Regions from separate parts of the Mus musculus genome. Here all the other regions are linked to region 1. Evidence: chromatin contacts called from public HiChIP or PLAC-seq and Micro-C data. All regions are on one chromosome and are shown on one strand. The core of a region is the stretch at or near the end of the contact, and the rest is flanking DNA. Distances in the headings are between cores, read along the strand shown. Region 1 holds the start of Uap1 (UDP-N-acetylglucosamine pyrophosphorylase 1). Region 2 overlaps Atf6 (activating transcription factor 6). Region 3 overlaps Atf6 (activating transcription factor 6). Region 4 overlaps Atf6 (activating transcription factor 6). Region 5 overlaps Atf6 (activating transcription factor 6).

Region 1 (2,841 bases), core at 226-2,725:
ATACAGCAATAGAGAAGAGAATTAAAAAGACGTGGATTTTTATACTAAGAACAAAAGTCTGCACTAGAAATTATGACTAAATTTGGTGTGTGCCTACAACCTAACACACCTGGATCAACATACCCAACAAACCATTATCAAACATGCCTTTATTAGAATTTAAATGCCACATTAAGGACGTCCAGTATTTCCCAATTCCACCCCCACCTCTGCTGCTATATGTCCTCAGGGTGGGTTAGTAAATCGCTTTGGGGGGTGGGGGTGGGGTGGGGGGGACACATGGAGCCAGGCAGTGGCGGTACATATCTTTAAGGTAAATGGATCTCTGAATTCTGGGCCAGCCAGGTCTACAGAGTGAGTTCCAACAACCAAAGCTACACAGAGAAACCCTGTCTCGGAAACAAACAAACAAACAAACGAAACAGGAAAAAAGAGGGGAGGGGAGGGGCTGGGGTGGGGGTGGGGAGGAATGGTACTGAGACTGACTTGAGTCCTAACCACTAACTAACAGGACAGACTATGAAGTCTTTTCCCTCAGCCAAGTGAGTCAACTAATAACGAAATGGATAAATGCTTTTGGTTTGCTGCAAACTCTTGGATCCAAGCCCAGTGAACTTCACCTCCAAGTCCTTAAACTTGTGCCTCTCATAAATGCATGATCATTACCATCGGATATCAGATCTCATAGTATGCCGATGAAGGCCAGTCAGCCTTCACACCAAACTTTTAAAAAATCTTCTAGAGCATATGTGTGCTCTCAGCCTCACCGTTCCTCCAGTCCAACTGAGGGGAAAACCCTGAAATCTGAACCTCTCTCACTATCAGTATCAAGCGAAGGCAAGCGGGTCCTGTGCTAGTCACATCCCCCATTGGGATCCACTGTCCTGGTCGGAACTATCAATTCTTACCCTCGTGGGTTCAAAACACCCCAACGCGCTTTCCCAACAGTAACAGCGATCACTTATTCCCACCGGTGAACCCCAGAAGTGGCACAACTATGCCCGGGCCCTAGCCTGAAACCCTCCTGGCTCCTCTTCCCCCAACTCAAAAACAGCGCTGACAAGCGCCGGGAACTCCATCATCACCCAAGCCTCCTCCCTCAGGTCTCCCCCAAGACCCTCCGCGCGCGCATCCCCGCCCCGCCGCGACACAGCCCACGCCTCTCCGGAGCTCCGAGCAGCGGACGCCGAGCAAGGTGCGGCAACGCGTAGCCGGGTCCCCGCGCTAGGCATGGGAGCGCGCGCGTGAAGGGGGTCCCTACCTCCCTCGACAATCCCGCGGCTCCTTCGGCTCGGCTACTCGCCCGTGTCCCGCGCCCGCCTGGAATATATACTGTCATCCGAGGGGCCGGGGCGGCGGGGCGGGCCACGAGCAGCGGCCGAGGGGAGCGCGGGCCCCGGCCACCCGGCCCCTCCCGCCGCGGTGAGTGGCTGCGGCCCAGGGGCGGAGCGGAAGCCTGCCGGCCCGACACGTCAGCGACCGAGAACAGCCAAAGGGGCGGGCACCGGCGACAGGAAGGAGGAGCCTCTTTACGTCACTCAGACTCTTGCCCAATAGGATGGCCAAGGATCCTGTCAGTCTGTGGTACCGCCCCCCACGCACTAGCAGGGGCGGGGCCGGCTACGCGCGCGGCTTCGCGGGGAGGTGAGGCCAGGCGCCACCTTAAGGACAAACTGCAGGGCGGGTCCTCTCGGTCACCCGGGGCGGATCAGAGCGCCTGGTAGGGAGCGCGGCGCTGGCAGTGAGTCTTCAAGTGACGGATTTCCGAACGCCCACGGGTGTGGTTGGGAAAGACCCGCCGGTTTCTAGGCAGAGATCCCTCCAAGGCAGGCCTGTGACCTTAAGCTAGCTGATTTTGTCTCTAATTCTCCACATACCTGTTTGCCAGTGACCCGGGCTTCCTCTGCCATTGTCTTCGGAGTCTCTTGGGTGTCGACACAGCCGGGTTGCCTTTTGCACAGCGACTAGTGAACGAAATGCAATCAAAAGGGATTAGATGACCCGAGGCCATGCAAAATGTGCCAGTCAGGGAGAACCGGCCCAGAGAGCAAGAACTTAGCTAGGAGAGGAGAGCTAAAATTCAACTGTCCTGTTACAGCATAGGCAGCAGATGTGCATGTGCAGGCTATAATCTCAGTGTTATGAAGTTGCATTTATATTTAGAGCTATTATGTTGGGTTTTTGCAGGTTTTGAAACGAGAGTCCAATTTGTTGAGATGTCAAAAGCAACTAAATTTAACATATCAGGATGTTTTCCATCAGGTGGATAGGCTTCCTCATTTTACATTTTCAGTGTTTTCTTAGTCATTCTTGCGTATTCATTTTTAATCCAGACTTTACTATCAATTTATGTCATTTAGAAATATCATTTAACAAGGGGTATCATTTGTAAATAAAAACGTAGTTGCCCATCTGTTAAGGCACCTTTGTGGCTTTGAGAGATTAGATGGATAAACAGCTTGGTGGAACAGGATCAAGGAAGGACATGATATATTATTAGCAGTATTTGCTTGGCCTTAGCCTTGCATGCTCTCTGGAATCCTGTCAGAACGCCACGTCGCCTGAGAAGCTGTAAATGGCACCCACAGTGCTGTTGATAGTGGTAGGTGTGCCTTCCTGGAGCAAGACTAACAACACGGGTGTGTTCTCTAGTTTTCATACTTCCAGCTTGGAAAGTACCGAGTCTTAAGTGAAGAATTCAGAGCCTGCCCACAATGGGGTTGCCCAGAATCTCTTGACCTTCTTTATGTGTGCAAGTCCCTGGGGTAGAAGCATTCTCTTAGAAAGAAATTGGCGGCTACAGCAGTCAATAAAGAGCATATTGTCCAAAACGTATTTATT
Region 2 (2,841 bases), core at 146-2,645, 670 kb after region 1:
AAAGATCACAGGAGCCATAGACAGCGACTCCTGGTGGCTAAATACGAGACAACACAAACACCAGAATAAATAATCACAGCAATGGTTACAGTCTAAACCCAATGGGAAACAGTAAGTCAACACTAATGTTAACAAGTATCTGGGTGATGGATAGCTTGACAAAGACCCGCACATTCGGGCAGGAGAACAGATTAGCGAGTAAAGGCACTGAGTTCAACCCCCGGAACCCATGTGGTAGAAAGAGTCTGACTTTCACACACTCACTGTGAGCCATCATGAACAACCATACATAAGACACACAAAATAAAAAAGTAAATGTTCATTTTTTTTTTTATTTTTTTATTTTTGGTTTTTCGAGACAGGGTTTCCCTGTATAGCCCTGGCTGTCCTGGAACTCACTTTGTAGACCAGGCTGGCCTCAAACTCAGAAATCTGCCTGCCTCTGCCTCCCGAGTGCTGGGATTAAAGGCGTGCGCCACCACGCCCAGCTTATTATTTTAAGAGCAGTACTTTTCCACGGTTTAAAAGTACCTTCTTCACAAAATACTGGCAACTAGCAAAGGGAGAAAAGAGCAGCTTCTTGGCTGAGAGCCTAGCAGATGCTGTCAGCTGACTGAGGTGAACATCACCAGTAACAGGACCACCTCAAACTGTCATCAAACTGAATCTTATCATCAAAAATAAATGACAAGGTGGAGTGTGGGTGGCCTGCACCTGTAACCTCAGTTCTTGGGAGGTGAAAGCAGGAGAATCAGGAGTTGAAGGCCATTTTCCATTACATAGCAACTTTAAACCAGTTCGAACTAGGTGAGATCCTATCTCAAAAGGCAAAAACAGATCTGGTAGTGGTGACATCCTTACTACTTTAATCCTAGGACTTAGGAGGCAGAGGTGGGTGATCTATATGAGCTGCAAGCCAACCTGGTAAACAGAGCAAGTTCCAAGACAGCCAAACAGCTAAAGCTATACAGAGAAACCCTGTCTCAAAAACCAAGAGAGAGAAAGAGAGAGACAGAGAGACAGAGAGAGAGAGGCTAAAACAAACAAACAAAAGACAGACACAAAACCACTTCTGTGGCATTCCTGCCATAGACACTAAAGCTGACTCCAATCCTGAGGAAACGTCTGGCACTCCAAATGATAAGGTCATTAAAGCACGAAGTCAAGAAGGAAGAATTGTTCCAGAATAAAGAAAATTAAAGCAGAAAGACAACCACATGCAACATAACCTGATGCTTTTGCTGGTCTGAATCTAAGGGGAGCTACATGGGAAATTGCACAATCTAAACCGGGACTGGGTAGTGCGAGTTTTGGTTTCTTTTAACCTCAGTTATGCTACGGAGACATGTTTCTGTTTTAATCCCTGGTGTGGCCTCCTTCAGCTTATCCACAGCAGCAGACTGACTGCCTCGTGCTCCAGCAGGGGCAGGATCTGTGCCCAGTGCAGATAGCTTAATTCTGGGAACTCTTGAGCGAGAGAAAAAAAAAAAAAAGCCAAATGCCAGAGGGGGCTGAGGGAACTCTGAGGGGCAGGGGAACACTAAGGAAGAAGCCTGGCTGTTCGGCTGTACCCCCTGCTGGGTCCTGCTCCTGCTGCTGATGGTTGAGAGGAAAGAGACCAGAAGAAGCTGGACTTCCCGGTAGCGGAAGATTAGACTTGCTTTAGTCAGCAGGAAGTAGTTTAAAGAGACCTAGCCTCCTTTCTCCTCCACCCTTCCTTCTCTACTACCTGGTGATGGGGGGTTGGAAGGAATAAGGGCTGGAAGGGAGAAAGAGGTACATAAAAACCAAATAAAATAGCTAAAACAAATATGCCTACAGGGCTACAGATGAGATTATTGTTATATATCAATGTTTAGTTCCTGGTTTTGGTGGCTGTATTGTTGTTAAAAAAAACATTCTTGTTCATAGGAGGTAGACATTATAGAATTTGGAATTCAGTGGCCAACTGACCCTCAAATGGCTCAGACAAAAATCTCCACAATATATTTGCAAATTTAAGATCATTCCAAATAAAAAGGCAGTGTAAGCAAGAGAACAAGAATAAAAAATTAGCCAGGCGGTGGTAGCGCATGCCTTTAGTCCCAGCACTTGGGAGGCAGAGGTAGGCAGATTTCTGAGTTCAAGGCCAGCCTGGTCTATAGAGTGAGTTCCAAGATAGCCAGGGCTACAGAGAAACCCTGTCTCGAAAAAACAAACAAACAAACAAAACAAAAACAAAAAACAATAAAAAATTAGAGAATGTCTTTCTGAGTGATAAGCTTTTGAGTAACAGGAGGAGGAAGAATAGAAGGAAAGGAGGAAGAGAGGTAAAAGGCAGGAAAAAGGATAAGGACATGGATAAGAGGAAGTGGAGGAAGAGCAGCAGCAACAATAACAGAACTAGTAAGAACAATAATAATAAAATAAATATATGTGCACCTTATATAAATATAAAGAAGAAGAAGAATAACCAGGCTAGGCGTGCTGGTTATTATTTTAATCTCTACACCTAGAAGGCAGAGACAGAAGGATCTCTACAAGTTCAAGGCCAACCTAGTCTCCATAATAAGTTCCAGGCCAGCCAGAGCTACACAGTGAAATCCTGCTGAAAGAAAGAAAGAAAGAAAGAAAGAAAGAAAGAAAGAAAGAAAGAAAGAAAGAAAGAAAGAAAGAAAGAAAGAGAGAGAGAGAGAGAGAGAGAGAGAGAGAGAGAGGGAGGGAGGGAGGGAGGGAGGGAGGGAGGGAGGGAGGGAGGGAGGGAGGGAGGGAGGGAGGGAGGGAGGGAAGGAAGGAAGGAAGGAAGGAAGGAAGGAAGGAAGGAAGGAAGGAAGGAAGGAAGGAAGGAAGGAAGGAAACAAC
Region 3 (2,841 bases), core at 215-2,714, 640 kb after region 1:
ACAACACACTGCAGAGAGACAGAGACATAAATAAGGCCCTAGTAGTAGGTCAGACACCAAATATTTGTTTAAAAAAAGAGAAAAAAAAAAAAAAGAAAAGAAGAGGAAAGAAAAGAAAAAGAAAAAAAAAGAAACAATGGTATTCTTTTTTGCATCATTAAATATTTGGAGACATTTTATTATTTAACATGTATGATTTATGAGTAAACATTTAAAATTTATTTTATTTAATCTATTACACAATAAATATTAATAAATATAAGTTCTTTGTAATTCTCAGTAACTTTTAATAGTATAAACTAGTTCCTAAGGCATAAAATTTCTGAAATATGTCAAGTAATAGTATATCTATACTTCAAAATGTAATGAAGTTAACTAAAAGAGAATAATGTGCTAACATAATTAAAAATAAGACAGTACTTTGAATAATGCATAAATTGTCCATATGTAAACATAATTTAACAAATTATGTATACATAAACACAAAAACAAAATCATGTATCTATAGGAACTGGACTTTTTTTTTTTTTTTTGGTTTTTCGAGACAGGGTTTCTCTGTATAGCCCTAGCTGTCCTGGAACTCACTTTGTAGACCAGGCTGGCCTCGAACTCAAAAATCCGCCTGCCTCTGACCTTCCAAGTGCTGGGATTAAAGGCGTGCGCCACCACACCCGACTGACTTTTTGTTTTTTTAAAAGAATGCCATATTATTTTATAAGCATGTTTTTTTTTTAATTAGGTATTTTCCTCATTTACATTTCCAATGCTATCCCAAAAGTCCCCCATACCCTCCCCCCCACTCCCCTACCCACCCACTCCTACTTTTTGGCCCTGGCGTTCCCCTGTACTGGAGCATATAAAGTTTGCAAGTCCAATGGGCCTCTCTTTGCAGTGATGGCCGACTAGGCCATCTTTTGATACATATGCAGCTAGAGTCGAGAGCTCCGGGGTACTGCTTAGTTCATAATGTATAAGCATGTTTTTTAACATGCTGTTTCCTCGTCTTAACATGCTTTTCCCGTAATCCCACTTGGCAAACTAGTATGACAATTCAAAGTTCAGATTCCTCCCTGGGGATTCTCCTTATCATTCAAGAAAATAATCTTCTGTGCACGTATGACATGCCATGAACTACCATGTCACGGAACTCACATGCCCGGCCACTGTCTGTTCACTGTCTGTCACACTCATCATGCCTACATGGTTCTCTTCCCAGATGCATTCTGAGATCTGTGAAAGCACGTGTCACCTGTCCAATTATTCTTTACACATCTGGAATGCTGATTTTCTTTTTCAGAACAAATGAGTTTTCCTCTTACTTTTGAGTAGAGCAAAACAATAACAAATAACTAACATTAAGTTTTAGTATTTGCATACTTACCTCATGGGCCCATAGTTCAGCATTATAAATGCTAATACTATCATCACACAGACAGCTCTTCGCTTTGGACTTGGGACTTTGAGCCTCTGGTTCTACAGGAAATGAAACAGGATGAAACTACATGTCAACACTACAAACAAAGAGCAGTAATTAAGAATCCTCCTTTCTACTAGTTGTATGAATATCTTTTATCATAAAAAATAAAAGTAAAAACACCTCAAAGGTAAAGAAATAGTACTTTTAAAAAGACAGCTTCCCATACTCTCTTTTTTAACAAAGGAAGGAATTATTCTCCCTCCGGTACTGAGCAAAATACCTGAATTGACTCATGGACTGTGTTGGTGGGATGGGTTAGTCTAGAGCCTAGATCCACTAGCAGTACAGTGGACAGAACAGCCTGGCTGCCTGCCCTTCCTGAAGCTGAGTGACAATCTATTGACATAAATCAGAAACAAGTTTGAACCAGCTCCAGGTAAGCCTCAAGAAAATAAGAGAAGGGCTGGAGAGATGGCTCAGAGGTTAAGAGCACTGACTGCTCTTCTGAAGGTCCTGAGTTCAAATCCCAGCAACCACATGGTAGCTCACAACCATCTGTAATGACACCCTCTTCTGGAGTGTCTGAAGACAGCTACAGTGTACTCACATATAATAAATAAATCTTAAAAAAAAAAAGAAAGAAAGAAAGAAAAGAAGAGAAAAGATGAGAATGTTAAAGCCATAGTCTTTATTGTCCCTTGCTTGTTCAAAGTAGGTCTCCTGATCAGCATAAACGGGGCTGCTTAATGACTGACATGGGCCCCCTTCCAGAGAGCCTATGGAGTTGGTTGGGTTGTAACAGGACCAGGACAGACAGGTGCCTACCAGACGGCCAGCAGCTAGAATTACAGAGACCATGTGTGCAGATCCCACCCAGAGACTCTGCCCAAGTGTCTTCATCAGGCTCCTTGGAGTCAGGTCCCAGGTACTAGGACACTGAATCTAGCACCCACAGAGGCCAGGCAGGAGGAGGAAGGCTGAAGAGAGATCTGAACAGCTGTCCTTCTAAATGTACATTGCTAGGGTTACAGGTGACAGTTAAGAGTGCTTGCTGCCAGCCCCGAAGGGAATAGGAACTCTACAGGAAGACCAATAGAGTCAACTAGCCTGGACCCTTTGGGCTCTCAGAGTCTGAATCACCAACCAGAGAAGACCAATAGAGTCAACTAGCCTGGACCCTTTGGGTTCTCAGAGTCTGAATCGCCAACCAGAGAACATCCACGGCTAGACCTAGGCCCCCTGCACATATGCAGCAGATGTAGAGCTTGGCCTTCGAGTGGGTCCCGAATGACTGGAGTCGGGGAGGGGGAGCTATCCCTAAAGCTGTTACCTGTATGTGAGATGTGTTCTATTAGCTGGGCTGACTTATCTGGATTCAGTGGGAGAGGATGTGCCTAGCCTGGAAGAAACTTTAAGTGCCAGGG
Region 4 (2,841 bases), core at 110-2,609, 620 kb after region 1:
TGCTTTGCTAAGTTTGAAGTTTGCCATGGGAGGCCACTCGGTAGTTTCTGCACCAGTCCACACCCGTTACCTGAGAGACTCTGTTGTGTTAATCAGGGGTTGACATGGAGGTGGAGGCATATAAAGCAATGGCTCTTCACTTAGCACCATTAAAGCTTTGTCATTGGACACAGAGTGATCATAGCTGAAACAAAGACAGACAAAAATCATTTCCTTGTATCATAAATTTTATAAAGCTTACTACTGTCAGTTTTCATTAAAATAAACATATACCAAATTAAACATGTTGTAAGATTGAAATGAACATAACAGAAAGAATTAAATATAAACCATATGGTGGACTGTCATTCTCTCAGTTTCTAAGAGCTGGCAGAGTAATTCACATTTGCTTAGCTACTATTTACTGGGCAGCACCTGCTGTGTGTGAATTCAATAAACTTCCCTATTGCTGGAGTGGAGGAGAAATTAATTGAGTTAGCAGTCGACAGGAAAAGACATGATTGTTATATGACAAGGCTACAGGTTTGTGGTCATTTGCCATACTGTGTCAACAAACTCAGTCTCTCCAAGCAAGTTTGTGTGAAGTGGGGGTAGAGGAAGACCTAAAATGTTTGGCAGGAGAAAAATGACAAAGTTGAAAAGCTGGACAAAAATTTTAAAACCATGGATGACCTTGAATCACTAACAAAACACTAAATGACAATGACTAGTTACTCAATAACTTAAAAAGTACACGTTTGTCCCTTTGCTACTGTTTTATGTCACATGATTCCTACCTAGAGTACGAGTTGAAAATCAGATTATGAACCAGGACCATTTACTACTGTGTACATCCTTCAGTCTGTATCTTAATCTAGCTCACTAAGAAATCTTCTGTATTTTTTTATAAGATACTATGAATTTACAAATTGGGTATGCTAAAATACAAAAATATATATATATATACAAGTGAACATGGTAGGCTTCATGCTTTTTACTTATTCATTCAATATTTGTGGAGCGGCACCTATGTGCTGGGTAACCCAAGAGAGAGCAACAGTCTATTCTCAAAGAGCTAACAGGAAAAGCAGAGCAAACCCAAGAGAACAAATGCATAAAATACAGCAAAACCATATTAACTGTTGTAAAAGCAGCACAGGACTCAAACAGCAAAGTATGCAGGATCTACTTCAGATAAAACTAGGGAAAGGATCATAGATGGCAAGGCTAAAAGACAAGAGGAAACCAGCTGCGCAGAAACTAGGGGAAGAGTATACGAGACAAAAGCAAGTGAGAAAAAGACTCAGAAGGAAAGCTGCTGAAGAGCTCTGGGCACGTGGGACAGACAGAAGAGGAAGTCAGGAAGCCAGAGTCCGGCTCATAATTAGGACTTGCTGAATAAAAGGGAAGTTACTAAGTGAGAAGTGAGATACCTCAACTTATCCTTAAGCCTGAGAATTGTACCAAAACCAAATATTAGTTAAATATGGAAAAGAAAAAAGTCAAGACATGACTGGGTATGTGAGCATGTGTATGAGAAGTCCGATCTGTGAACGGAAATTTGAGAATCACCCGTGTTTACGCATCTGGAGGCTGTGGTACAGATGAGTCACTTTAGCAGGACATAAACAGAGTTCACAGCTTTAAAGCTTGGGATCTGGACAAAGGAGAAGCTTACAAGGAAAATCAGAAAGGAAGAAGGAAGACTGAGTGGGCAGGATAAGCTTGCACACAGGAGGCGAAGGCAGGAGATCACAAGTTCAAAGCCAGCATGTGCTACAGAGCAAGAGTTTGTCTCAATTATCCAGGGGCAAGGAAATACCACAGTGGTAGAGTACTTGCCTATTCAAAGCCCTGCACGGAATCCCTAATACTACGAACAGCAGCCAGTCAAAAAAGGAAGGAAAGAAGGAAGGAAGGGAGGGGGGAGGGAGGGAGGGAGGGAGGGAGGGAGGGAGGGAGGGAGGGAGGGAGGGAGGGAGGGAGGGAGGGAGGGAGGGTAAAAACTCTAACAATGCAGAAGGAAAAGTCTTTTAGGGAGTGACTCACTTAGCCAAGATTTGCCACAATGAACACATGCCCCCCAAGTCACCCTCAACACACAACTAATTTCAGAATAAAAGTAATGATTTCTGAGTATGGCACACATGAGAGAAAAGAAGTGGAAGCTAAAGTTATATGGAACACACACACACACAGGTTATTTGAAAATCACACCTGCATACTTAATAATACCAGGAATTCCAAAATTGATTTCAAAACTGTATTTTTGACCTGTAATTTTCTCTCCATATGATTAATCTCTAGCAATGATTTCTGCATACCTGGGCTGGTTAGCTTTGTTCTAACAGCTAGAAATACAGAGAAGAAAACTATCAGGTAGGAGAAATGCAAGGGTAGACAGGACAGGGTTAGAGGAAGAAAAGAAGGGGAGAGTCTAAGCGAGCATGCAATCTGGAGACAATCAGACCCTATTAACCCAAAGACAGTCAGAGATCCAGGCTCTCTGCAAGCCGTCCTATACAGATAAAAGAAATTTCAGCAAATAAATCACTACAGGAAAGAGCAATGCTGGAAGCTAGAGTTGATGAGAATTCCTAAAGACACTGTGGCCGATGCCTCAAGCGGAAACCACCCTTTCCTGTTTACTAGAAGACAACTGTGATTTAAGCCTGATGCCCTATGTCCTGAGGTAAAAATTAATACCAGCTCTCACTATACTACTATTCTTTCATAAAAGTGTCCCATTTGGCTGATAAGTTATACTATTAAAAATACAGATATGAATATATACAGATATACTTCTAACACTGAAAAAAATCTGTGCAACTGAAATTTGCTAGTGGTAATATGCTAATAACA
Region 5 (2,841 bases), core at 222-2,721, 600 kb after region 1:
TAGAAGCTGATGGAAACAGACGCAGAGACCCATAGCTAACCGACAGGCAGAGTTCAGAGAGTCTTGTGAAAGAGTGGAGGCAGAATTGAAGGAGCCAGAGAAGTCAAGGACACCACAGAACCTACAGAGTCAACTAACCTGGGTCCATGGAGAATCACAGAGAATGAACCACCAACCAAAGAGCATAAAGGAGCCTAGGTCCAGCCCCTTACATATATGTAGCAGATATGCAACTTTTTCTTCATGTGAGTCCCCTAACAATTGGCACTGGGGCTGTCTCTGACTCTGTTGTGGGGTCTTTGGATTTCCTGCCCCATAGCTGGGCTGCACTGTCTGGCCTCAGAGGGAGAGGATGCATTTATTCCCGCTAGGACTTATGTACCAGGGTGGGTGGATACCTATGGGGAGCCTCTCCTTCTCTCAGGAGAAGGGAGGGGAAGTAGGGGAAGAGTGTGTGAGGGTGGGATGGGGAGGAGAGGGAAAAGGTAGGCTGTGACCAGGCTGTAACATGAATAAACAAATTAATGGAGAAAAAAGAAAAAAGTCTCAGCTTTACATTTAAATAAATATTGCTTAGGAAATAACTTTTGCAGCAACTTTAGAGTCAAGTGTGTATAATCAATCAAGGCTCATTTCACCAAGGTGGTTTCCTCCTCAGCAAAAACACTGTTCAAGAAAAGGTAAACGAATAAAATGACTAAGGGAAAAAAAAGAAAAAAGAAAAAAACTCCTGAAGAAAAAAGTTCCACTTAAAAAAAGTGGCTTAGAGAAATGGCTTTTAGATATGATAATCATTTTTCACTTCCTTTAAAAAACTTGTCAAACAGAACAACCTTTTTTGTTTTCCTTTCCCCCCCCCCCAGGGGAAGGTAAGGGGGGAGTTAATCACTGGGGGTGGGGGAGGGGGAGATGGGAATACAGGTAGCATAGAGCAGTCAACAGCCTGGAAACGCTAAGCACTTCAGGGAGATAGTGTCAGTCTCGCTTGTATGACTACACCCCCAAACATGGCCTCTCACAGAAATTCCCATGGATTTAGTTTCTATCTTTACAATGTATTTATAGTTAACTTACATAACTCCTGAAAAAGTAAAATACGGTCCTTCCAGATTTTAACTTCGTTTACTGTATATGCATTCAGTAGACTTAAGTCAAGCTGGAGAAGAAAGTCCTTCCTTTAGAAGTAAACTCTCTTCTAAATGCCTGTGCAAACAATTATAGTTTATTCATGAAATGCAAGCCTGATCCTGTCTTCTACCTAAGAACCAAATTCTCTAGGCATGGCCCACAAGCGTCGTTGTGACTCTGCCATGTTGTAGTTTCCTGAACGCACTTCACATTCCAACCACTTTGCTGGAGAGTCCTCCTCACACAGGCGCCTCTCATGTGAAGTGCCATGGCTTCACAGTCCCACTCACGCTCCTGAGTGCGCTCTAAACTCTTCTGCTACCTTCTTCCTGAAGGAAGAGAGCGCAGCCGATGTAGGCTGGAGTTAAGAGTACCTACCTCACCAGGCTTTGGAGGCGCTGGATGGACGTCTTACATACAACAGCGAGGGCGGTGAAGCCACCAAACCCACGGGAGCCTATGCATTCCGTGTTATGCTGTTTCTTACCACGATGCTGTAATTTTAGATGAGTCACTTTCTCCCACTACTACAAATTACTTGAAAACAAAGAGTTTACATACTTGTTTTTATGGATGAAACACCAGATTTGGTGAAAGGTACTGAGTGAATAAATAATGACGCAGACTAGGATAAAGTTTTACCAGGGAGGATCTAACAGAAGAGATAGGACTTTAAAGCCATTTATCTTTCATTTTCCCCTGAAAAGCTGCTGAGCTGTGCCTAGAAGGCAGGCACCTTCTAGACCCATAAAAAAGGAGGGAATGAATTTTCTTTTTTTCTCCTCCCTCTAAAGGGACACAGAAGTTCACATTCTTCTCTGATTCTAGGGACACGCCAGAGCACTACTAATTACTTAGTTCCAAAAACCAGCCTTCACTAAAGAACCAGAGTTGGTCTGTAGAACAGGAGTTAACAGCACTGCTCATTTGTGCAAACCGAGCGTGAGGGGAACGGCGGGGAGGTGCACAGGGGAGAAGGTCGGTGCTGGGAACGGCGGGGAGGTGCACAGGGGAGAAGGTCGTGCTGGCTCTGACTCGTGCTCCCACTGCTTATTTATAGCTGATTAGTATGAGATTTGTTTTACTTGGCAAAAATACAAGATTCTGAATGACTAGGCGAGGAAGATGTGAGAAAACGCGCAAGCGTTAACGCTCCGGAGCTGACTAACTCCTGCACCTCGGGGCTCCGTCCGCAGGTTCCCGGGGCCGCTGCACACTGAGGCCGCTCCAGAACTGCTAGTGTCCTCGGATGTACATTCACTTCTACAAGTGAAACAGCGCTTAGCGAAAGAACTAGTTCCCTTAGATATCTCTGTTTACTAGCTGGGGCTATATTTTCAGATTTCTTTGCACATACAATTCTTAGTTTCTTTTGTAAAATACCACTAGCAAAAAGAAAAAAACTCTTTAAAAGCCAAGCCAAAGAATTACATGCAGTGATCTGAATAAAATAATTTCTCAGTGACCACTTAGAATGACTCCTTCCTTACGCTGAGTTTTCTTCTTAGTACTGATATTTTATTGCATACACTTATATATTTACTTAGTATCTATCTTTAGAATATAAACTCTAAAAGAATCTGTCTTTAGAACATAAACTCTACAAGTGCTAGGTTTTTTTGTTTTTGTCAACTGCGGTATGGTTTCTTGTTGGATGAATGACAGTAAAACTGATTATAACTTCAAGTACCAACTCTAAGGCAGCTACAGTTA

The links. A called contact is a pair of places that touch in the nucleus more often than the background predicts. HiChIP or PLAC-seq counts read pairs in DNA pulled down with a chosen protein or histone mark.
Region 2: an H3K4me3 HiChIP or PLAC-seq map of bone marrow-derived macrophages shows a contact between it and region 1, with 4 times the contacts expected there. The contact joins the enhancer-like site here to the promoter of Uap1 in region 1. A contact is called at or near these places in 7 of 39 promoter capture datasets (the HPC-7 cell line, cranial neural crest, hematopoietic stem and progenitor cells and 3 more), 1 of 484 Hi-C or Micro-C datasets (the G1E-ER4 cell line), 9 of 115 datasets of contacts at active chromatin or transcription factors (astrocytes, bone marrow-derived dendritic cells, bone marrow-derived macrophages and 6 more) and 1 of 9 other capture datasets (embryonic stem cells).
Region 3: a contact with region 1 is called in an H3K27ac HiChIP or PLAC-seq map of hepatocytes, with 12 times the contacts expected there. The contact joins the enhancer-like site here to the promoter of Uap1 in region 1. A contact is called at or near these places in 5 of 39 promoter capture datasets (the C10 cell line, the HPC-7 cell line, cranial neural crest and 2 more), 2 of 115 datasets of contacts at active chromatin or transcription factors (embryonic forebrain and hepatocytes) and 1 of 9 other capture datasets (embryonic stem cells).
Region 4: an H3K4me3 HiChIP or PLAC-seq map of bone marrow-derived macrophages shows a contact between it and region 1, with 3 times the contacts expected there. The contact joins the enhancer-like site here to the promoter of Uap1 in region 1. A contact is called at or near these places in 4 of 39 promoter capture datasets (cranial neural crest, liver and pre-B cells), 1 of 115 datasets of contacts at active chromatin or transcription factors (bone marrow-derived macrophages) and 1 of 9 other capture datasets (embryonic stem cells).
Region 5: a Micro-C map of the HL-1 cell line shows a contact between it and region 1, with 2.7 times the contacts expected there. The contact joins the enhancer-like site here to the promoter of Uap1 in region 1. A contact is called at or near these places in 1 of 39 promoter capture datasets (cranial neural crest), 1 of 484 Hi-C or Micro-C datasets (the HL-1 cell line) and 3 of 115 datasets of contacts at active chromatin or transcription factors (embryonic forebrain, pancreatic cancer cells and stem cell-derived neural progenitor cells).

The regions. Positions count from the first base shown.
Region 1 is chr1:170,173,489-170,176,329 of GRCm38.p6, forward strand. It overlaps Uap1 (UDP-N-acetylglucosamine pyrophosphorylase 1), which reads right to left and starts at 1,476. Exons shown (of 11, transcript NM_001305045.1): 1 at 1,262-1,476.
Region 2 is chr1:170,844,541-170,847,381 of GRCm38.p6, forward strand. The region is part of intron 4 of Atf6 (activating transcription factor 6); the gene reads right to left. Among named protein-coding and RNA genes, the nearest start is that of Gm29733, 5.0 kb to the right of the region's middle. Within about 2 kb of position 1,396, at least 100 of the 459 cell types and tissues checked have an H3K27ac peak or open chromatin away from gene starts, as enhancers often do. A contact at or near this core is called in the G1E-ER4 cell line, the HPC-7 cell line, bone marrow-derived macrophages and 3 more, where this site is marked.
Region 3 is chr1:170,814,042-170,816,882 of GRCm38.p6, forward strand. It overlaps Atf6 (activating transcription factor 6), which reads right to left. Exons shown (of 16, transcript NM_001081304.1): 9 at 1,382-1,473. Among named protein-coding and RNA genes, the nearest start is that of Gm25235, 17 kb to the right of the region's middle. Within about 2 kb of position 1,465, at least 6 of the 459 cell types and tissues checked have an H3K27ac peak or open chromatin away from gene starts, as enhancers often do. A contact at or near this core is called in hepatocytes and liver, where this site is marked.
Region 4 is chr1:170,794,587-170,797,427 of GRCm38.p6, forward strand. It overlaps Atf6 (activating transcription factor 6), which reads right to left. Exons shown (of 16, transcript NM_001081304.1): 11 at 71-184. Among named protein-coding and RNA genes, the nearest start is that of Gm25235, 37 kb to the right of the region's middle. Within about 2 kb of position 1,360, at least 71 of the 459 cell types and tissues checked have an H3K27ac peak or open chromatin away from gene starts, as enhancers often do. A contact at or near this core is called in bone marrow-derived macrophages and pre-B cells, where this site is marked.
Region 5 is chr1:170,769,485-170,772,325 of GRCm38.p6, forward strand. All of the region lies in intron 14 of Atf6 (activating transcription factor 6), which reads right to left. Among named protein-coding and RNA genes, the nearest start is that of Gm23523, 19 kb to the left of the region's middle. Within about 2 kb of position 1,472, at least 49 of the 459 cell types and tissues checked have an H3K27ac peak or open chromatin away from gene starts, as enhancers often do. A contact at or near this core is called in the HL-1 cell line and pancreatic cancer cells, where this site is marked.